Regions from separate parts of the Ovis aries genome. Here region 1 is linked to region 2. The links are chromatin contacts, called in public Hi-C maps. All regions are on one chromosome and are shown on one strand. Each heading gives the region's core, a stretch centred on a gene start, on an enhancer-like site or on the middle of the called end of the contact. The rest is flanking DNA. Distances are from core to core; before and after follow the strand shown. Region 1 holds the start of INSYN2B (inhibitory synaptic factor family member 2B). Region 2 holds the start of LOC114118715 (heterogeneous nuclear ribonucleoprotein A1-like).

Region 1 (5,006 bases), core at 938-3,437, 290 kb after region 2:
CATGCCCCGCTCCCCTTGTTTTGTTAGGTCTTCAAGGCAGGGCAGACCGATCACCTCTTCCTGGTTCACTCAGCCCTGCAGGGTCCTAACCATGTGTGTAGGTGTGTTTGCTTTAGAAGAGGTTAAATAGATATGTTTGAGTGTTGTGCACCGAAATATTGGCCTTATCGATAGGAGGAGGAGGATGATGATGGTCATATGATAATCACAGTGGTTTTTCACTCAAAGGAGTAAACTGATTTGGAGAGGGCTACTCTCCTGATCTCAATCACCCAGTATCCCAGTTAATTAATACTAACGACACAATATTGGGTTTCTCATTTTCTCTTGCCATCACACACCGAAGAGACCCTGACTGTTTCCTTTGGAGCTTCAATTCTCTCCCAGGTGTGCAGGACCTCCCTGCTTACTGATGGGGTGAATTAATTAAGAGGATTGAATGTCGTGGATCACTGAAGAGGGTTCTATACGGCAAATAAGCCCTGCCACTCAAGGCGTTAAGTAGCCCCTCATCAGCCAAGTGCCGGCGATGATTGCATTTATTTTTACACATTTGACCTAGTTTCAAACCATGTCTCTTCATGCTGTGATTCATCAGCTACACTTTAAGCCACCCCAGATGGAGCTGAGGTGACTCTGCCTGGTCTGTGCCAGTATCGCAGATACTATTTCTCTCCGGAATTTAATGCGGATCCCCCTGCCATTCGGTTTTAAGAAGCAATTTCCTATCTGGGCAGCTGGAATGCTGCTCGGGTATGGGTGAGTGGCTGCCTCACACCTTGGTAGTAAATATCTGTTGACCACAAAATTTCCACCAAGGATGGCAAGAAGGACCTTCTAGGCAGCCTGAACAGCAGGGGGTCCACCTGCCCCTCTGTCCCCCAGGCTGCCTTCAGGCTTTGCCATGTTGCTGGCAGGGCTGGGAGTCTGGGCTCCAATGCTGTAAAGTTTGAGCAGTGCCAACATCAGGAAGGTCTGAGTTGCTACAGCAAATGCAGTCTGATCTTCTCCCCCACGCCCAACCCCTACAGCTCTTTCTAAACCTTCAGACATGGTGGATACGGAAGGTCTCAAACTTGTGAAAGGGGAAGAGGACCGGGAGCAAGAAGTGGCTTGCTGAGCTGAGGGCTCTGCTGAAAAGGGGATACCCGTGAGAGAGACACAGCATGATTCTGTCATTCTCTCATTGTGTGATGAACAGAGGTTTTGGGCTCTTAATTTAAATGACAAAGAGGAGCCTTTACTGAATTTGAACCTGCTGCTGGTGTCTCTTGCCGGTTCACAAATCAGTCAGTCACATGGGTGTGATTTCGGACAGACTTGATACTAAAGTGGGCTAGACACCATAGCAGGAAAAAAGAAAGCTTCCAGCTGGAAGTAAAGCACTGTCATTTCTCATTAACAGCCAAATGCAGGTAACTTGTCCAAACTTCAGTCACAGCACACTACAGATCCTGCTGGAAGGCACTCAGCCAGGTTTTTCTACGAGGTAGTTAGAATCAAGAGATGAACAAGCTGGTAAAAGTAATTTTGATTGATCAATGAACTGAACAAATCCTTATAAAAAGATAGTGGTTTCTTTCATAAAATAGTCACTCTCTCCAAATGAGACGGGCACGGGAATCCCCTTCCCCTTTTATTTTCATTTAAAACGAAGCATGGAAGTTTCTCTAAGGAAGGCTTAAGACAAGTAGCCTTTTCAAGATAATTTCCAGGCAACTTGACCTCTGAGGTTTGTTGCTTGCTTCCGCCACCCCCTTCAAATTCAAACAAGCCTTTGGAAATAACAAGCATTCCGGATCTGTATCTGTACATTTGGGGCAGCCTGCAGTTCCGACCATGGTGGATTTTCTGAGACACACACACACACACACACACACACACAAGCTCACAATCCCAGGGCTCATTTAAGCCCAAGCTTTAAAAGTAAACTATTATCCAAGAAATGATAGCATTTGCTCTGAAAGGATGATGGATCACAAAAAATAAAACCTACCCAGATCTCTTACCTTGAAGCAGTGGAATTACCTGCAGAGAATGCCCTTCCTTTCTTTGCAAAACGAGCCAGGCTTTGGCCAGCGGCAGAATTACTCCAAAGAAGAAATAATAAGTCCTTTATGTTGTAATTTTCACTGTTTATATGCAAGAAGTGTAGTGGGTCTGCTCACGTAGGAATAAATAAAAAGCCGAAAAAACTGCACGGCAGCTACCATGTGAAAAGGAAAGACCTCTAGTGGCCACTGGCTGAATTCTTGGAGGAAGCTCCTCACAGAAGAGATGGAGGGAGTAGAGGAGATACACACGTCTGTGCCCACCCCCCCCCCCCCCACCCCCCCACACACACACCTCTAACTCGGAAGATTCGTCCCCTCTTGCATCCAGCCTTGCTGGAAAGATAAACAATAATAAACTTGTTTCTTGGTTTCCGTGGGACTTGGTGAAGTTAGCAGTGATGGTGGCTTTCTGTCTGGTTTGAAAGGGATGGATAATTTCGCAGACTCACCAGTCCCCCGCTGGGGGCCTCAGCAGGCGGAAGGATTGGACTCCAGGGTGGCCAGGGCAGTTGACCCCCAGGGAGAAGGCTCCGGGTCCCAGTGCCCAGCAGTGTCGCCGCTGTTGCTCCTTGCACTCCTGCCAGCTCTGCGTGTTTTCTGAAGACTTGTGGTGCGTGTGCGTGGTGGTCACCCGTAGGAGCGCTGCCTTCCCTGGTGTGTGACCTGGTCCAGTGCTCAGAAGGGCCCTGTGGCTGTCTGTAAATTCTGAGGAATTTTTACAAGTAGTTTTCCATTTTCATTTTGTTCTGAGCCCCACAAATTACACAGCTAGTCCTGCTGACTGGGAAAGTATGCTATCCCTGAGGTCCTAATTGGGAAGAACCTAGAAGCAATTGAGAATCCATATCTTTGGGAGTTACTCTTGGGAACATGAACTGGAAGAACATTCAGTTGCCCTAAAGACTTGGTGGAGGAGTGCAGAAGGAGCTTCCTGGGGACATCGAGGCTGTTCCTTCTATCACTGTCACTGAACTGTAAACCTGGAATTGGGAGTTTTTTCACATTATAATTTTATAACAAAGGGAGAAGTTTTTTCATTTTTTGGTTTTAGCAGTTTTTTTTTTTTTTTTGACAAAGATAGTAGTTTGTGATACAGATATAATACTTGGTTCAAACACAACACTTCCAGACCCACAGCTATGGTGTGTTATATCTGACACCCTTTAGCAGTGGGGATCCCTGGAGACACTTGCATCACCCCAAGCTTCCCATCCACCACAGGCTTGCCCTGGGCAGGGAACTTCCTTTGATTAAGTTGGCAGCCTAGGGGACTCTTGCAGGAGACACTCTGGAGTGCCTTTCCCCAGCTGGAGGGTGAATGGTCACTGCTTGCCTTACCAGGTTCCCAGAGGAGATACCCTCAATTCTGCTGGCAGACGTTAGCCCTGACAGCTGCTGGCTTCTCACTCACTGGCTGATTCATGGTCCAACCACCGATGCTCCTGCAGGGAACTTCAGTGTGCTCAAGGCACCGTAGAGGCCACTGATCCTACGATGCATCTCTGGGGTTAGACATGGGTGGATTATTGTCCCGCTTTACAGGCGGAACAATTGGAGATTAGACATGTAAAATTATTTACCAGAAAATCAGTTGTCTTCAGAATGTTGATACAAGCTGGATCTCCTGACATCAATACAGTGCTCTTTTCCCAATGTAAAGCAACTGCAGAGGCAACGAGTCGGGTCCTTATTGTCTATATAATAGGAGCTCCTATTATAGTCCTAGGCACATAATAGGTGTTTGAGAAACACTTTTGTGGATGAGTGAGCTGATGAGTAAGCCATAAGGAGACATTTACTCTTAGAGAAGTTTCACATGCCCATCTGCTGAGAAGAAATTCTCCACCCCTAGAGGGGGTGGGTTGGAGAGGGGTTACACTGGCAGCCTGTGATGGAAAGATGTTTTCCAGTCTGAAGTCAAGTAGACGGAGAAAGTGAACCTCATGGTCCACCTCTCCACTGTCTCATGGCACTTTTATTTCTTGCAGAGTCACTTTGTCGCATGTATGACAGCCATCTTAAACCAGATGGGCGACCAGCACTATTCCTTCTATATTGAGACCTTCCAGACCAGCTCGGAACTTGTGGTGAGTGTACAGAATGCTTTGGGGCAGTGTTGGGAGACACGCTGTACTCTTTAGATTCTTGAGAGTTTAGAGCAAGAAGATCTTCCCATGAACCTTACGTGTGTGTGGGTCTAAGTTTGCAGAAATGTTCGTGCGCTTCCCTGTTTCTCACTCCCATTTAGGTTTGTATATATCACTCCTGAAATACATCTTCAGCCCATGTCAGATGTGAGCCCTGAGTGTCTAGTCTACATGGGACTTGAAACCATATTTGTTGATGAATCATAGACATTTTGAGGCTTAAGAGCATGAGTATTGGAGTCACATGGTCTTGGGTTTGAATCCAGGATTTGTCACTGAGACTGTGGGCTACTTAACCTTTCTTAAGCCTCAGTTTACCCGTCTGTGAAGTGGGGATCATACCATTTATGTCACGGTATTGTGAAGGGATTAAATGAGAGCACAGTAGCTCTCACACTGTAGGAGTCCAGTAGAAGGCAGCCATCATTGTATTATAATAACACACGCGTAGAGAAGACTGGTCTCTGAGCCGTTTCCTCCTCTGGCCTCTCAGGATTCGTCTGCTATAGGACCGTCTGCTGTGGCGGATGGCTGGGGGGCTGTACCTCTGCAGCAGATGATTCATCAAAAGAAAGCCCAGCCCAAGCTGCCCCCGAGTGCAGCAGACACTTTACCCTCAGTATGGAACCTTTGTCACTGTCTTCTTATTACCGCCAGCTTCAGGGGTTCTGCTGCCAGGGGCTCATTTTTCCCTCTCCTTGAAGGACAAAGGGAACCAGGATTGTGCCAAGCTCCAGAGTGGAGAACCAGTAGGAAACTAATGTCCTGTCCCTTCAGCCGTTTAGCTTTGAGGACTCCTCGCTGG
Region 2 (4,638 bases), core at 1,119-3,618:
TGGTAAACAAGATCAACATGGCTGTTTTCATGAAGCTTATATTTAGGTGGGGAATTAAATGGGTAGGTAACAACAGATCAGTGCTTCAAGTACAAATATGACCAGGACCGTGAAGCTACGAAGCAGCAGTGTATCAGGAGCATATAACAGGGAGTCGGGCCCTAGTTCTCATGGGCATGCATACCCATGACTTTAAAGGAGGGCAGTGAGGAAGGTAAACATCCTTCCCTTGATCTAAAAAAGCTTGAGAGAGTGAGACCCCAAGCTTGGGAACATGGTCCTCGTTTGTTTAAGGAGGATTTTTTTTTTAAACAGATAATGCCCAGTGACTTGGATTTAACCTGTGATTAGGACTTAGCATGAGCAGCCAGAGCTTTGCCACCTTGCTGAGCAGATACTTACTTTGAGGGCTTGGGGATCCTTTCTTTTAAAGAATCTTCCTAGGAATACAAATGGCCTCCACTTGTAGCCTAGGTATTCTCCAAGTTTCAGAGCCATATTGCTTTGTGAAAGAGAGAGATGTGCTTCTTGATGGCAGGTACACTCTGAGCTGACATGGGCAGGCTCCCTTTTCACCTAAGGTGTGTAGAGGGGCTGGGCCACTTTCTGGAGCTCCTGAAACCACAAGGGAGGGAATCTATAAGGGTACCATGCAAGCATTTTGTGCTCTCTTTTCCTGTCTAGGGTAACAGCTGAGAATGACTTCCTGCACAGCCTGCTGGGCAAAGTCACAGCCTCCAAGGGGGACAGCGGAGGGCAAGGTACAGTGCCTGCTGGCCAAGCAGGCTGGACCTGACTTCAGCTTGGGCTCTCCCTTGGTTCTATAGCAACCAGCTCAAACCCCTAGACTCTGGGAGACATAACCATCCTTCCAGACAGGCCATTATGAAGAGTGGGGTCTCGTGATCTACAGAGACGGAAGTCTCTACCTGAGAAATAGAAGGGAGGCATGTCCTTGTGCTGGAAGGGAGAGAGGAACTGGTGTATCCTGACTCTTTCCTGTGTGTCAGGCACTGTGAAATGTCTCCTTGTTTGCTTCCCTCCTTCCCACCGTCCTGTAAGACAGATGGGGTCAAGCCTACTTTACGCAGGTTGGGATTAGAGGGGTGTGATGAAGTGACGGAAGCTGCTCCTGCTAGAAGTAACGGGTGGGACTCAAACCAGAGGTGCCTCACTCCAGAGCTCTTGGCATCCCACCTTCTGGCCTCCCCCAGGGCTGGGCCACTGCGTCTGTGGCTACTTGTCTCTGCTTTCACAGTCTTCTCTGGAGAGAGAACGAGGGGCGAGACCATGGGAGGGAGAGGCTGGGGGGGCCCCTAGGAGTTGGCTCTTCATTTTGAGTGCTCCCTTCCAGGCCTCTGGGTGACCATGAAGATGCTCGTGGGTGACATCATTCAGATCCGCAAGGACTACCCACACCTCGTGGACAGGACGACCGTGGTGGCCAGGAAGCTGGGGTTCCCGGAGATCATCATGCCAGGTTCTCCTTCCCCCGGGAGGGGTTGGCGGTGGCCTAGCTGCTCTGATCCGTTTTCTTTTTCAACAGCCAGCTCCTTTCTTTTCTACTGCTTTTCTCTATTTCTTCCCCTGACGGCAACTGCTGAAAAGAGCTGTATATCCAGAACTACATGCATTTACAAAACAAACATAAACACACGAGTATATACACGTGCACTTCCCCTCACAAATGGAATCGCGCTTTATACACTTTCTGTCCCATTACTTGCTATTCTCTGCGCAGTGTTCTGCGACTGACTTATCACGTAATAGTTTACCATGGACATCCACTTCACTTCATGTGGGATAGTTTCGCTCTTTCTGGGGGTGAGTACGGTCATTCTCTTAAATTGTTAAGCGATTTTTTATTACAGAAATAGTCCACGCTTGTTGTAAAGTGTCCAATGACATGAAAAAGGGATGCAAGGAAACAGTGAAAGCTCTCTTAAATCTTTGTCTCCAAAAGTAACCACAACGATATATAGTTTCCAAATGTGTATGTAAAAAAAAAAAAAAAAAGTGAATGAGATTCTATACTAATACTCTTTTGAAACTTGCCTGTTGCCTTAAACTTGAGCCCAGTGCTTGTGCCCGTGACCAGTCTCTCTGACTAAGCCCTTCTTTCAGCAGCTGAGTCGTGCTCCACTGCAGTCACAGGTTACGTACGCCTGCCTTTACTAAGGCATCAGCTCCTGTGCGCTCCCTGCAGGGTTTTCAGCTATCACCACCCCCTCAACTCCTGAAGACCCTCCCTACCTTGTCCCTGGCCCTGTCCGTGTTACTTGGACACGTTCTGTCTCCTTCTGCACAGTAAAAGATCCATGGAGAGAACTGTCAGTGGTTGTTACTCATGCACCAAGATCAATCCAACTGAAGCTTTACTTTGCCTTCCCAGAAGGTGTCACTAGAGGATGAAACTTAAGTGATTTTTAATGGAGAGAAAAACATGCCCAATTGTGACCACCTCCCCTTTTGCAACTAGTTTCCTACTGTTCCTCCATCCTCTTGTCACCTTCTGCTCCTGTCTCCCTGATGAAGTGAAAATGCTTTCCCAAGTAGTTCTGATTTTAGTATCATTAACAGACGTCCGGGTGGGGCACTGCCACCAATCCCCCACTCCCTGCGCCCTCTGGTTGACGTCTCTCCCGCTGCACAGACTCCAACTCTTGTCTCCCTCCCTCTGCCCCAGGGGACGTCAGGAATGACATCTACATCACCCTCTTACAAGGCGACTTTGACAAGTACAGCAAGACCACACAGAGGAATGTGGAAGTGATCATGTGTGTGTGTGCGGAGGACGGCAAGACGCTGCCTGTAAGGGACCCTGCTGTTGCCCTGGGTGACAGGGCCCTCCTTTTCATTCTTGATCCTGCTCTCTAAGTGCCAGGTGCCTTCGGGGGGCGGTGCTGAGTAATGTGATACACACCTTTAGAGTCTGGCTGGCCCGGTAGCCCATAATAAGCCCTGGTGTGTTGCTGTTTCTTTACAGCAAAGCAGTTGGCTTTTCAGTGTCTGTCCCTTTCCTTTCATGACCTCTTATTCCTTTCTTGCTTGGCCTTAGTTTGTATGTTGGCTTTTTGCAGTTAAAAATGTTGTTTTTATTGCAACCTGAGCTAGTTTATTCAGGGAAAATACATGGCAGGAAAAAGGAACAGTACAGAGCCTTGGGCTGGTGTGAAGACACAGAATGTCCTCAAAACGGACATTGCCGACACTTAATCTAACTCCCCAGTGCTCAGCCAGACATTCTGGTGGAAAGCCTTACCCGTAAATTGGTCTCCAGAGGGCGGGCAGAGTGTATTCAGGAATGCAAAGCATATTGCTATAAATATTTATACAGCATATGTCCTGTACAATATTTGTCATGTGTGTTTACATTTATTTACTTATATTTCCTTTAAGGTTGTCAGCAGCTGTGTCCAGTGTGTGGGATGGTTTTGCTTTTCAATTGCTCCTTTTAGAGTACTTAGCAGAAAATAAAATCGGCTCTCAGCGGAAGTTTCAGCATGGGCAGATGTTCCTCTTAGGCCGCTGTAGGTGATCAGATAGCACAGGAGATGGGGGTGTGAGCGCAGATGGGTGTTCTGCTGTAGCTTGGGGCCCTAGAGCTCAGGCAGAGTTTTCTACCCTCCACCTACGAATAGCTGGCATTCATCGAGGCACTGCTCTATGCCAGAGATTGTGATAAGTATCCCCTGGAGAAGGAAATGGCAACCCACTCCAGTATTCTTGCCTAGGAAATCCCATGGACAGAGCAGCCTGGTGGTCTACAGTCCATGGGGTCACAAAGAATCACGTACAACGTAGCCAGTAAACAACAACAACAACAATGGCATGTGACAAGCATGATGCATTGCTATTATTTCCCCCATTTTTACAGCGGGGGAAACTAAACCCTTGTCAAGTGAAATAACTTTCCCAGGGTCATAGAGTTAGCATATGGCAGAGATGGGGTTTGGTTTAACATTCTAGGCCCTCTTATTAAACGGGTTTCCCTGGTGGCTCAGTGGTAAAGAATTCTGCCAATTCAGGAGACGCAAGTTCAATCCCTGGGTTGGAAAGATCCCCTGGAGGAGAAAATGGCAACCCACTCCAATAATCTTGCCTGGAGAATCCCAGAGGAGTCTGGTGGGCTACAGTCCATGGAGTCTCAAAGAGTCAGACATGACTGAGTGACTCACAGCAAACAACAAATAAGGCCTATAGATTAAAAGAATAGTCTCCAATTTATTTATCAGTTTAAAAATTAGGCTAATAACCACTTCTGTCAAATTCTAGGAAGATTCATAATTATTTTTTAAATTTAAACATATCCTTACAATTGCCTTTTTGTTGGGAAAGATTGGCTCCATTAATTAATAGTTGAGCAAAATCCAAGCATTTAAGTCATCCTCTTTTGGTTGGATTGTGAAACTTTTCTGAAAAATAAATAAGAAACACTTTGCTCAAAGAAACACAAAGGAAGAGCAGAGGGTTTTTATCTGAAAGGGAATTTGCATTTCACAAATATATAGACCATGCTTTGAAGTAAATTTTATCCAGCTACCTGTTGGAGAACTCTAACCTCAGCTTCATTTTTTTAAAACACTGATCCACTTGCCTTCAATGTTGCTGGAGGACAAATTAGAAGGAATAGTAATG

The links. Hi-C and Micro-C count contacts between places; a contact is called where the count stands out from the background.
Region 1: a Hi-C map of hypothalamus shows a contact between it and region 2, with 4 times the contacts expected there. The contact joins the promoter of INSYN2B here to the promoter of LOC114118715 in region 2. A contact is called at or near these places in 2 of 16 Hi-C or Micro-C datasets (hypothalamus and skin fibroblasts).

Annotation. Positions count from the first base shown.
Region 1 is chr16:2,070,495-2,075,500 of ARS-UI_Ramb_v3.0, forward strand. INSYN2B (inhibitory synaptic factor family member 2B) reads right to left here and starts at 2,188. Exons shown (of 4, transcript XM_042233649.2): 1 at 2,010-2,188. DOCK2 (dedicator of cytokinesis 2) reads left to right here. Exons shown (of 52, transcript XM_042233648.1): 28 at 4,043-4,141.
Region 2 is chr16:1,781,032-1,785,669 of ARS-UI_Ramb_v3.0, forward strand. It overlaps LOC114118715 (heterogeneous nuclear ribonucleoprotein A1-like), which reads right to left and starts at 2,369. Exons shown (of 5, transcript XM_042233650.2): 1 at 1,198-2,369; 2 at 403-615. DOCK2 (dedicator of cytokinesis 2) reads left to right here. Exons shown (of 52, transcript XM_042233648.1): 12 at 685-761; 13 at 1,355-1,480; 14 at 2,687-2,811.